Linked DNA regions of Rattus norvegicus: all the other regions are linked to region 2. The links are chromatin contacts, called in public Hi-C maps. All regions are on one chromosome and are shown on one strand. The core of a region is the stretch at or near the end of the contact, and the rest is flanking DNA. Distances in the headings are between cores, read along the strand shown.

Region 1 (2,700 bases), core at 27-2,526, 370 kb before region 2:
TCTGTGCATTGGGTAGTGGCACCTCCCACTGGACCTGGGACCCTGGCTGAGGACTAACCCTGCCCTTGCAGCTTTACACTGCTCTTCAGCCTGGTGAGGGCCTGCTGGGGCCATGAATAACGTTTTGCTCGAGTGTACGCCAGAGGATTCTTTTGTTAGGTTTATGCCTCGTTTACGTGACGTCCCCTTTTCCCACTCTATAAATAGCCTTCCAGAGGAGTTGCCATATTTGAGCTGACCATTTACCATCTACACACAGTACTCTGCCTCAGTACCGTTTCCAGGACAAGATGTGGTTCAGTGGAGTCAGATAGAGCAGCCTTTCTAGTCTCTGTTTATTTTTCTCTAAACACCATTGAAGCCAGGTCCATGAAAGATGAAGGGAGAACTTTCCTACTCTGTAGAATTGTCTCTCTTTCTTTTACATGATGGGCCCAGTGGGGGAATCCTGGTCCAAGGTTTATCCTCTGGAACTCTCATATAGACTCAGGTGCTGAAGCCTCTTGGAAAGCTTCTTGCACCCTGAAGAAAGACTTGGGGGCTTCTCTTTCTTTCAGGGTTGGGAGCTAGGTGGAAATTTTCTAGATGAGGACGACTCTTGCAGGTAGGGATGTCTCCACAGTAGGAAGAAGCCAGATAACTTTAGGCTGTGACTGGCCCAGTATGAGCAAGGCTGGAGATCCAGTGGAGGACTAAAGCCATGGCTTCAGCTCCCCTGTGTTTTTGTTTGCTTCAGGGAACTGAGAGAGTCGAGGGGGGAAGGCTCTTCATGGGTGCTTGAATTGGGTAGTGGAAAGGCTCCTTCTTGGGATTTGGTCACAGGAATGGCATAAACAAGTATCTTTTCTCCTTTGGGTGTCTAGGGGTTGGGCTAGGGACAGTGTCCACTGGAGGGCACTGTAGCACTGCCTTGGGTGGTGATAGCAGCCCCTCTACCCTGTGGAGGAGCTCGCCCATATGCTGAGCCTTAGGGTTAGCTGAGAGAGACAGAGACCAGTCAGTTTCTGCTGATTGTCCCCTGTGCAGTTAAATCCAGTGGGGCTGGAGCCTCCAGCAACGGACTTGAACATGCACTCTGACTCTCAAACACACCCTTCACCTTTACTCACACAGGCATATATGAATCCATGTGTTCACGGCTGTACACACTTTGACACCCACTTATACATAGTCCCGGTGTTGTGCACGCTCACACACTCTTGATCAGTCACAGGACCCTCACCCCTGCCTCACTCACTCCCATGCACACGCCCCATCCCTGTGCTTACACAAAGCATGCTGTAACATGACCCTCTCCAGCCATGTGCCTTCCACATGCAGGCGGCTTAGTGCAGCTGTTTGTGTGGAGGGGCTGATGTAATGTCAAGAAATTTCGTGTTCTATTTAAAATGACACCTGTAAAAATAAGCCTCAATTTGTAATTTAAATACTGTAATACTCAATTGTGTGAACTGACGGGAAGTATCCCGGTGGCTCTGGAGAACAACATTCTTGTGTGCCGCCACCTTCCAGTGCCTCGGGACTCCAGAGGTGGGGATGAGTGCAGCTTCCTTCCTGAGTGGCCCACCAGGGGGTTGGAGATGAGCGTTCAGGGCTTCTCACAGCTTGAGCTGGTGTTCCGTGCTGTTGGCCTGTGTCCATATGTCCACTGTACCTGTCCCCTAGCCTCTTGGGGGTGTTTGTGCAGGCAATAAAGAAAAATGGTGTCCACGCTGCAGGTGAGAAGGCTCTACAAGGCTATCTCTCCCCTCCCCTCTCCCTCCCTGGCTCCCTGGCTCCCTGGCTTCCTAGCTCCTTTCCTCCCTCTCTCCCTCCCTTCCTCCCTTCCTCCCTTCCTCCCTTCCTCCCTTCTTCTGTCCATACCTGTGTGTACACCAATGTGTGCCTATGTGCACACATGGAGGTCATAGGAGGACATCAGATATCTTAGTCTATTACTCTGTGCTATAATTTCTTGAGACAAGTTTTCTGACCAGACTTGGGGGACTTGGGGCATGCTGTTTTAGCTACACTGGCTGGCTAACAGTCTCTGGGGAATGCCTGTCTCAGTTCCTCACAGCACTGGGGTTATAAGTGTGTGAGCAGTGGTGCCCAGCTTTGTGTATTAGGTGCTGGAGATGGAGCTCAAGTCCTCATGCATGTGTAACAAATATTCTTCCCTACTGAGGAATCTCCCCAGCTCTAGCCACAGTCATTCAGAACTCATGGACTTTCATATCTGCCCTGAGTTCTTTGAGCTCTCAGAGTAGCTTCCCTGAGCTATAGTCTCCTCACACAGCATCCCACAACCTTTCAATCCCCTTTCCCTGCCCATAGCCTCATGCAAGCATCACCTGCTCCCTAGCTTACAATGCACAGGCCAGAGCTCCAACTCTGAGGACCTGAACAGCACAGCTTTATCCAGAGCACTAGCTCTCCAGTTCCTCTCTCTCCACTCAGTACAAGAAACACAGGTCACCAATAGCACACTGATATACAGTCCAACCCCACGGCCCAAGGATCCCCTTAGTACAGGCTCACGACCACAAGCTATAACCCTGAGACAGACCATAGCTTACAACCTGGGGTGTAAAGCCATGGAACCATGGTGGGCACTCTATGCTGAGCACACCCAAGACTAAGTATGGCACTGCTCTCCCAGACCTGGGCCACTAAGCACAGGCCTGCCCTCTCTCCCAGACCTGGAGCTTTTTCTCTCTT
Region 2 (2,700 bases), core at 12-2,511:
GCTTTAGTATTTTGCTTGATTTCTTCTTCTTATATTCTAGAAATAGACAGTAAAATAGGACTCATGCCTGGACCCCGGGGATTAGAATGATGATTAGAATGACAGATAGCGATGATGCTCCTAACAGACCACTGTGAATCCAGGGCATGGCCATTAGGAACCTGGCTTTGCTATCAAACATACCTGGTTTGAGTCCTAACTACAGTTTTCCTAGCTATGTAACTTCAGGAAAAGCCATATGCTATCTCTCCTCAGATCTGAAGGGAGAAGAACCACCATGCTGGGTTTCTTAATTTGCTTAAGAGAATCCACCAAACTCCTGTGGGTCTGGAGCGCCTGGCCAGATCCAGGGAGAGGGTCAGTGATAGCCCTATGTCTGGCCCTGCCCTCTGGGGCTTCACTCGACTTCTAGAAGCTAGCTTAGCTGTCTGGACCCAGCCCCTATGACAGCCATGGCAGGGACCCTGAATCTCACTTGAATGTCAGTAAGAAGGGGGTCAGAAGGATGACCTCCTGCTGCAAACAACACACACAAGAAACCTGTTTCATCCAGTGACCTTGGGTCCTTCATGACCAAAACCACTCAGCTGATGTTATCAACTGGACTTCCAGGCATTTTCTGTTATCCTACAGTTCCTGGACAGCTTCACCCAAGCTATCTTTATAAACAGTTCCATAAACACTGTGTGTGTGTGTGTGTGTGTGTGTGTGTGTGTGTGTGTGTGTATGTGTGTGTGTTGTTGTTGCTGTTGCTGCTGCTGCCGCTGTTGTTATCTATGTACACTACAGCTGACTAAAATAAAAGCCATAGAAAAATTTATACTACTTGTAGAATTATAGATGTGGAAACTGGGATTTCATTAAAACAAAATTGGAAAGAGTTATCGAGAGAAATGAAAAAATAACAGATTTTAAAAGGAAATAAATCTTCTGTTTAGTGCCTACCATCCTGACCCCTGTTAACAAAAGAGCAATTAGTTAGCCTCGTGTTTCCATTTAGCTGTCTAGACTGTCTCTGTGTAGAGAACTCTATACCTAAGAGAAAGTCTAAAATGTGCAGCGTGAATGAACGTATCTATGTCTCCTCATTCAGCTGACTGAAATTCCTCCATGCAGAGTCTGGGAATACACAGCGAGAGGCAATGAAAGGGGTGGGGTTGGGGGCAAAATACCTTTTGGATGATTTTAGACATCACTTGATCAGAGCTTCTCTTGCAAACTGGGCACACTTCCTGCTCTGAAAAACGTGTATCTTCTGTCTCTAAGGCAACTATGTTTACTGCTAGTTTCCTAATTCTCTGAATTTCTAAGGGAGCTACCTCACTCCCAGGAAAATCACTTTTCTGTTTTGAACAGAAAGGGGAATTTATTTATGACCTAGGATGAATTGTATATTCAGAAAAACCCAGAGAGCCTCCTTACGATGTGGGATGTGGCTAGAAACAAATTCCTGTATCCTGCCTCTAAACAACACTATTCCACTAATAGGCAGTGGAGTTTTAGACGTTAGGAACTCAGAAAGCTTTTGAAGAATATCATGATCAACCTTTTTCTTTTATAGAGACAAGATGGCTGGCAAGAGGTGTAAGGTGTTACTGAAGAGGCCCTGTTTTTTAATCCAGTTAACTTTTCAGTCCCCAGGACTTTTTTTTATTTTTAATGAGGCAACTCTGGGGCCTACTTCAGGTCCCTTAAATCAGAAATGCCAAAGATGGGACCTGGGGATTTCATTTTGAAGACTCTAAGGAGGCTCTCTGGATTTTTCTGAATGTACAATTCATCCTAGGTCATAGAGAAATTCCCCTTTCTGTTCAAATCTGAGTGAGTTAGCAACATGGGATTTTGAGAAGCACCTTCATAAGTCTTTAACTTAACTCCCAGTTACCACCCCAGTAAGAACTACCCCACTGGACTGCTCTTGAGCTCCGTGGCTCAGTGTTAGCCTATTACTCCTTATCCTTAGCTTGTGCCTTTAGTACCAGGTTACCAAAGACCGGCATGTCCTGTGTCAGGCAGCCTGTGCTGTGGACACCCCAAACTGTGAGTCACTTTGCCACCGATGCAACGTGAGGTCTTCTGTCATCCATGTGAGCCTCGTGATCTTTTACAACTGCCCCGAACAAACAGAAATTTAAAATGAACACTTCCCATTACAACACATGGCTATTTTTCTTATACAAACATCCTAGGACATGTATTATAGACTGACTAGTAAATGAAATTAAGGATCCCGTAACTCTTTTCTCTTAACAAACCAGCTAAAATAATGAGTTTTAAGTTTTTTCCCCATTTCCTTATTGTTAATCTGTCACACGAAAAATTAAACTTAAATACTTACTCCAAACACAACTCATCCTTTTGGTCTAAAATATGTCACACAATAACATATTATCTTTCTTCTATTTTGTATTTGCTGAAAGTGTTTGAGCAATGCTTTGCTCGCTTGTGAAAAGATTCTCTGTAGGAAACTGGATTCACTATGAGCAACTGGATTTTTCTGGAGCCATGACAGGAAAGAGGGCTATGGAGCTGGTATTCTGATACTAGTTTAGACAGTGGAGAATTGATGCTTGGTCTTTGTGGATGATTAACATAATGGACTGGTTTTTTTCTGGTCTGGTACACAGATGTGATACGTATCATAAATGTCTCCTCTTCTATCAATTCTCACCTGAAATTGGTATTCAAGTTCAAGTCTCT
Region 3 (2,700 bases), core at 43-2,542, 290 kb before region 2:
TGTGGGATTGGAGGAAGGGGTGGAATAAGCAGAATACAGAGCTTTTCAGGTAGTGAAGCATCTGTGGATTCCACCCAGCGGATACTTGTCATACATTTATACAAACTTACGGAACGTACAAGAGTGAGTCCCATTGTGAAGATGGGCCAGATGGGCTAGATTTTGATGAGCCAATGTAGTTCATTAGAACAGATGAGCCACTCTGGTGTGAATGTTGTTGATGAGAGAATTTGTGTGTGGGGACAGGAGTATTCTCTGCATTTACCACCATTTTTTGTGAATCCAAAATTGCTGTTGAAAATAAAGTCTATTAAAGAATGGTAAAGATCATTAAATTTGCTGTGTGTGTGTGTGTGTGTGTGTGTGTGTGTGTGTGTGTGTGTAAAGGGTAGATTGCATGAGATCCAGGAAAGGGGCAGAGGCCAGTGAGAAAGAAGATCTTAGCTTGCCACTTAAGAGAAGTCGGTGACTCAGATTAACACTTTGATGCTCTGAAGGATACAGTGTGGTCAAATTTGAGAAATGATTGGAAGTGATATTGCCAAAACCTGCTGGTAAAATAAGTGTGAGGGATGAAGGAAAGGGAATAAATAAGCTTGCAGGAACTTTATTTATATTCAACACTTACATATATGTATAAGAGTATATGTCTGTGTATACACATACACAGGCTTGAGCGTAGAGGCTTGAGACTAATGTTAAGCATCTTTCTCAATAATTTTCCACCTTATATATTGAAACAGAGTCTCTAAATGAGCCCAGAACTTCCCAATTCATCTAGTCTAGCTAGACAGCTTATTCATAAAGTAAGGAAGGATCCCTTGCCTCTGTCTCTCCAGTACTGAGATTTCAGTACAGCCCCCATCTGATTCCAACCCTTCGGCATATAAATGGTTTACCTTGTGAGCCATCCCCTTATCCACACAGATATAATCACTGTTTTCAATAATTCTGTGAAAAATGGTGTAGTTTACCAATACAAATAGATGAGCTTTGAGTAAGAAAAGGAGTTGGAAGGAGGAGGGAAGGACAGAGCCAGAGGCAGAGAAGGGAGTAAGGGAGGGAGGGAGAGAGGAAGAGAGAATCAGGAATTCATGGGTAAATGTATGGGTCAATATTAGTGATATAGGTTTGGTGTCATCAGAATAAGGATATCGTCTATGATCATGATGCGGAAATCATAAGCTGAGGCTGGGGCAGTGAACAGCAAACAACAACAACAAAAACTGTGCTCCTGTCAAAGCTCCGTCCTTGGCATTCTTGGCAGAGCCATTTTGTGAAGTTATCGAGGGTCTGAGTCATGATGACTTGAGGAGATGGTGGAAGATAAGGACGTGTTCCTGGACAGCATCCAGGAATCTCTGAGGAGATGAATTCTGCAATTAGAGCATAATATGCTTTTCTAGGAGCGGCAGCAGTGTTTTCCCACCATATGCCCATGGCAAGAGGGTCAGGGACAGCATTTGCTGGGAATGAGGCTGTCTCCGACATTTATGGGGTAAAGCAGAGATCTAAAACAGTTGTCTTTGGGACTTGGGGACCAAATTGGTTAGGCATGATAGATTGTTGAAAGTGTGGAGACTGGTGCCTACCCGTTGAAATTGAGTCCAGCCAGCATGGCTGTTGAATACTACCCAGCGGATTGGTTTGATTAGGTATACACACAGTGAGCCAAGTGTTAAACTCATTGGTAAATGGAGGGGGTGGCAGGGAGGACTGTAAATGGCAGCAATTTGTAGGATCAGGTCTTTCCTAGCCAGTGTTGTAGCAGTGAAAGAGCAAAATACACATGAGGGATGTAGTTAAAACACTGAGTAAGGAACTGGAGTGAATGAGGAAGAGAGTAAAAGAGTGTGTGTGTGTGCATATGTGTGTGTGTGTGTGTGTGTGTGTGTGTGTGTGTGTGGTGTTGTTGTTGTTGTTGTATGTGTGCACATGCACACATGTTTTGACACTGAAGAGGTGGTGCTGTTGAGAATGAGGAGAAAGAGGAAGGAAAAATGTCATTGAGCATCCCAATGAGGTCAGTGTCATTCAAGTGTCTACTCCAGATGAAGGGACGTAGTGGTTAAAGAATGCTGGCCATTTCAGAGTACTTGCGTTGGTTGCATAGGATTGTGTGGATAAAGCATGATCACAGGAGTGGGTGGATGAGGTAGGATGAGGGACAAATCATGAGATCTGAGCAGCACAAGGAATAGAGATAACAAGGTGTTGGAGATAGGCCATCTCTGAGGATGTTAAAGTTGCCAAGAATGACAGGAGACGTGGAGAGGAAGACAGTGAGCCAAGTGCTAAAGTCATCAATAAATGAAGGTGGATGGCAGGGAGGACTGTAAATGATGGCAAGGCAAATAGTGGGTGGTAAAGTCTGATGGCTTGCACTTCAAAGAACCAAGGACTTTGAAGACGGAAGAAGAAATGGCTTGGAGACGCCATGGAAATGCACGTCTCTCCTGCAGACCCTTTAGTTCTATTGGAAGAAAATAAAGCCTCTACTTGAGAAGATTCTATGGCAACTGATATATTTGGGGACAGTCTGAAAACATGATGGGGAACCAAATGTCCCCCAAAGGTGTGGTAGATGAGCAGATTGGAAGTCAGTAACAAGATGATTACTCGGTTGAACAAGACAGAGAAGGGTTTTCTTTGCAGGAGGCCCCTCATGCAAATTTCTCAGAAATAAGAAAAAGGATGACC

What was found. Hi-C and Micro-C count contacts between places; a contact is called where the count stands out from the background.
Region 1: a Hi-C map of the A7r5 cell line shows a contact between it and region 2, with 6 times the contacts expected there. The contact joins two enhancer-like sites. A contact is called at or near these places in 3 of 12 Hi-C or Micro-C datasets (the A7r5 cell line, the Rat2 cell line and Schwann cells).
Region 3: a Hi-C map of the A7r5 cell line shows a contact between it and region 2, with 5 times the contacts expected there. The contact joins two enhancer-like sites. A contact is called at or near these places in 3 of 12 Hi-C or Micro-C datasets (the A7r5 cell line, the Rat2 cell line and Schwann cells).

What each region holds. Positions count from the first base shown.
Region 1 is chr6:37,711,440-37,714,139 of GRCr8, forward strand. No RefSeq gene overlaps it. Among named protein-coding and RNA genes, the nearest start is that of Ttc32, 160 kb to the left of the region's middle. Within about 2 kb of position 1,277, at least 5 of the 93 cell types and tissues checked have an H3K27ac peak or open chromatin away from gene starts, as enhancers often do. A contact at or near this core is called in the A7r5 cell line, where this site is marked.
Region 2 is chr6:38,084,345-38,087,044 of GRCr8, forward strand. No RefSeq gene overlaps it. Among named protein-coding and RNA genes, the nearest start is that of Osr1, 12 kb to the right of the region's middle. Within about 2 kb of position 1,262, at least 1 of the 93 cell types and tissues checked has an H3K27ac peak or open chromatin away from gene starts, as enhancers often do. A contact at or near this core is called in the A7r5 cell line, where this site is marked.
Region 3 is chr6:37,793,364-37,796,063 of GRCr8, forward strand. The region is part of intron 2 of LOC134479337 (a long non-coding RNA gene); the gene reads left to right. Among named protein-coding and RNA genes, the nearest start is that of Ttc32, 240 kb to the left of the region's middle. Within about 2 kb of position 1,293, at least 1 of the 93 cell types and tissues checked has an H3K27ac peak or open chromatin away from gene starts, as enhancers often do. A contact at or near this core is called in the A7r5 cell line, where this site is marked.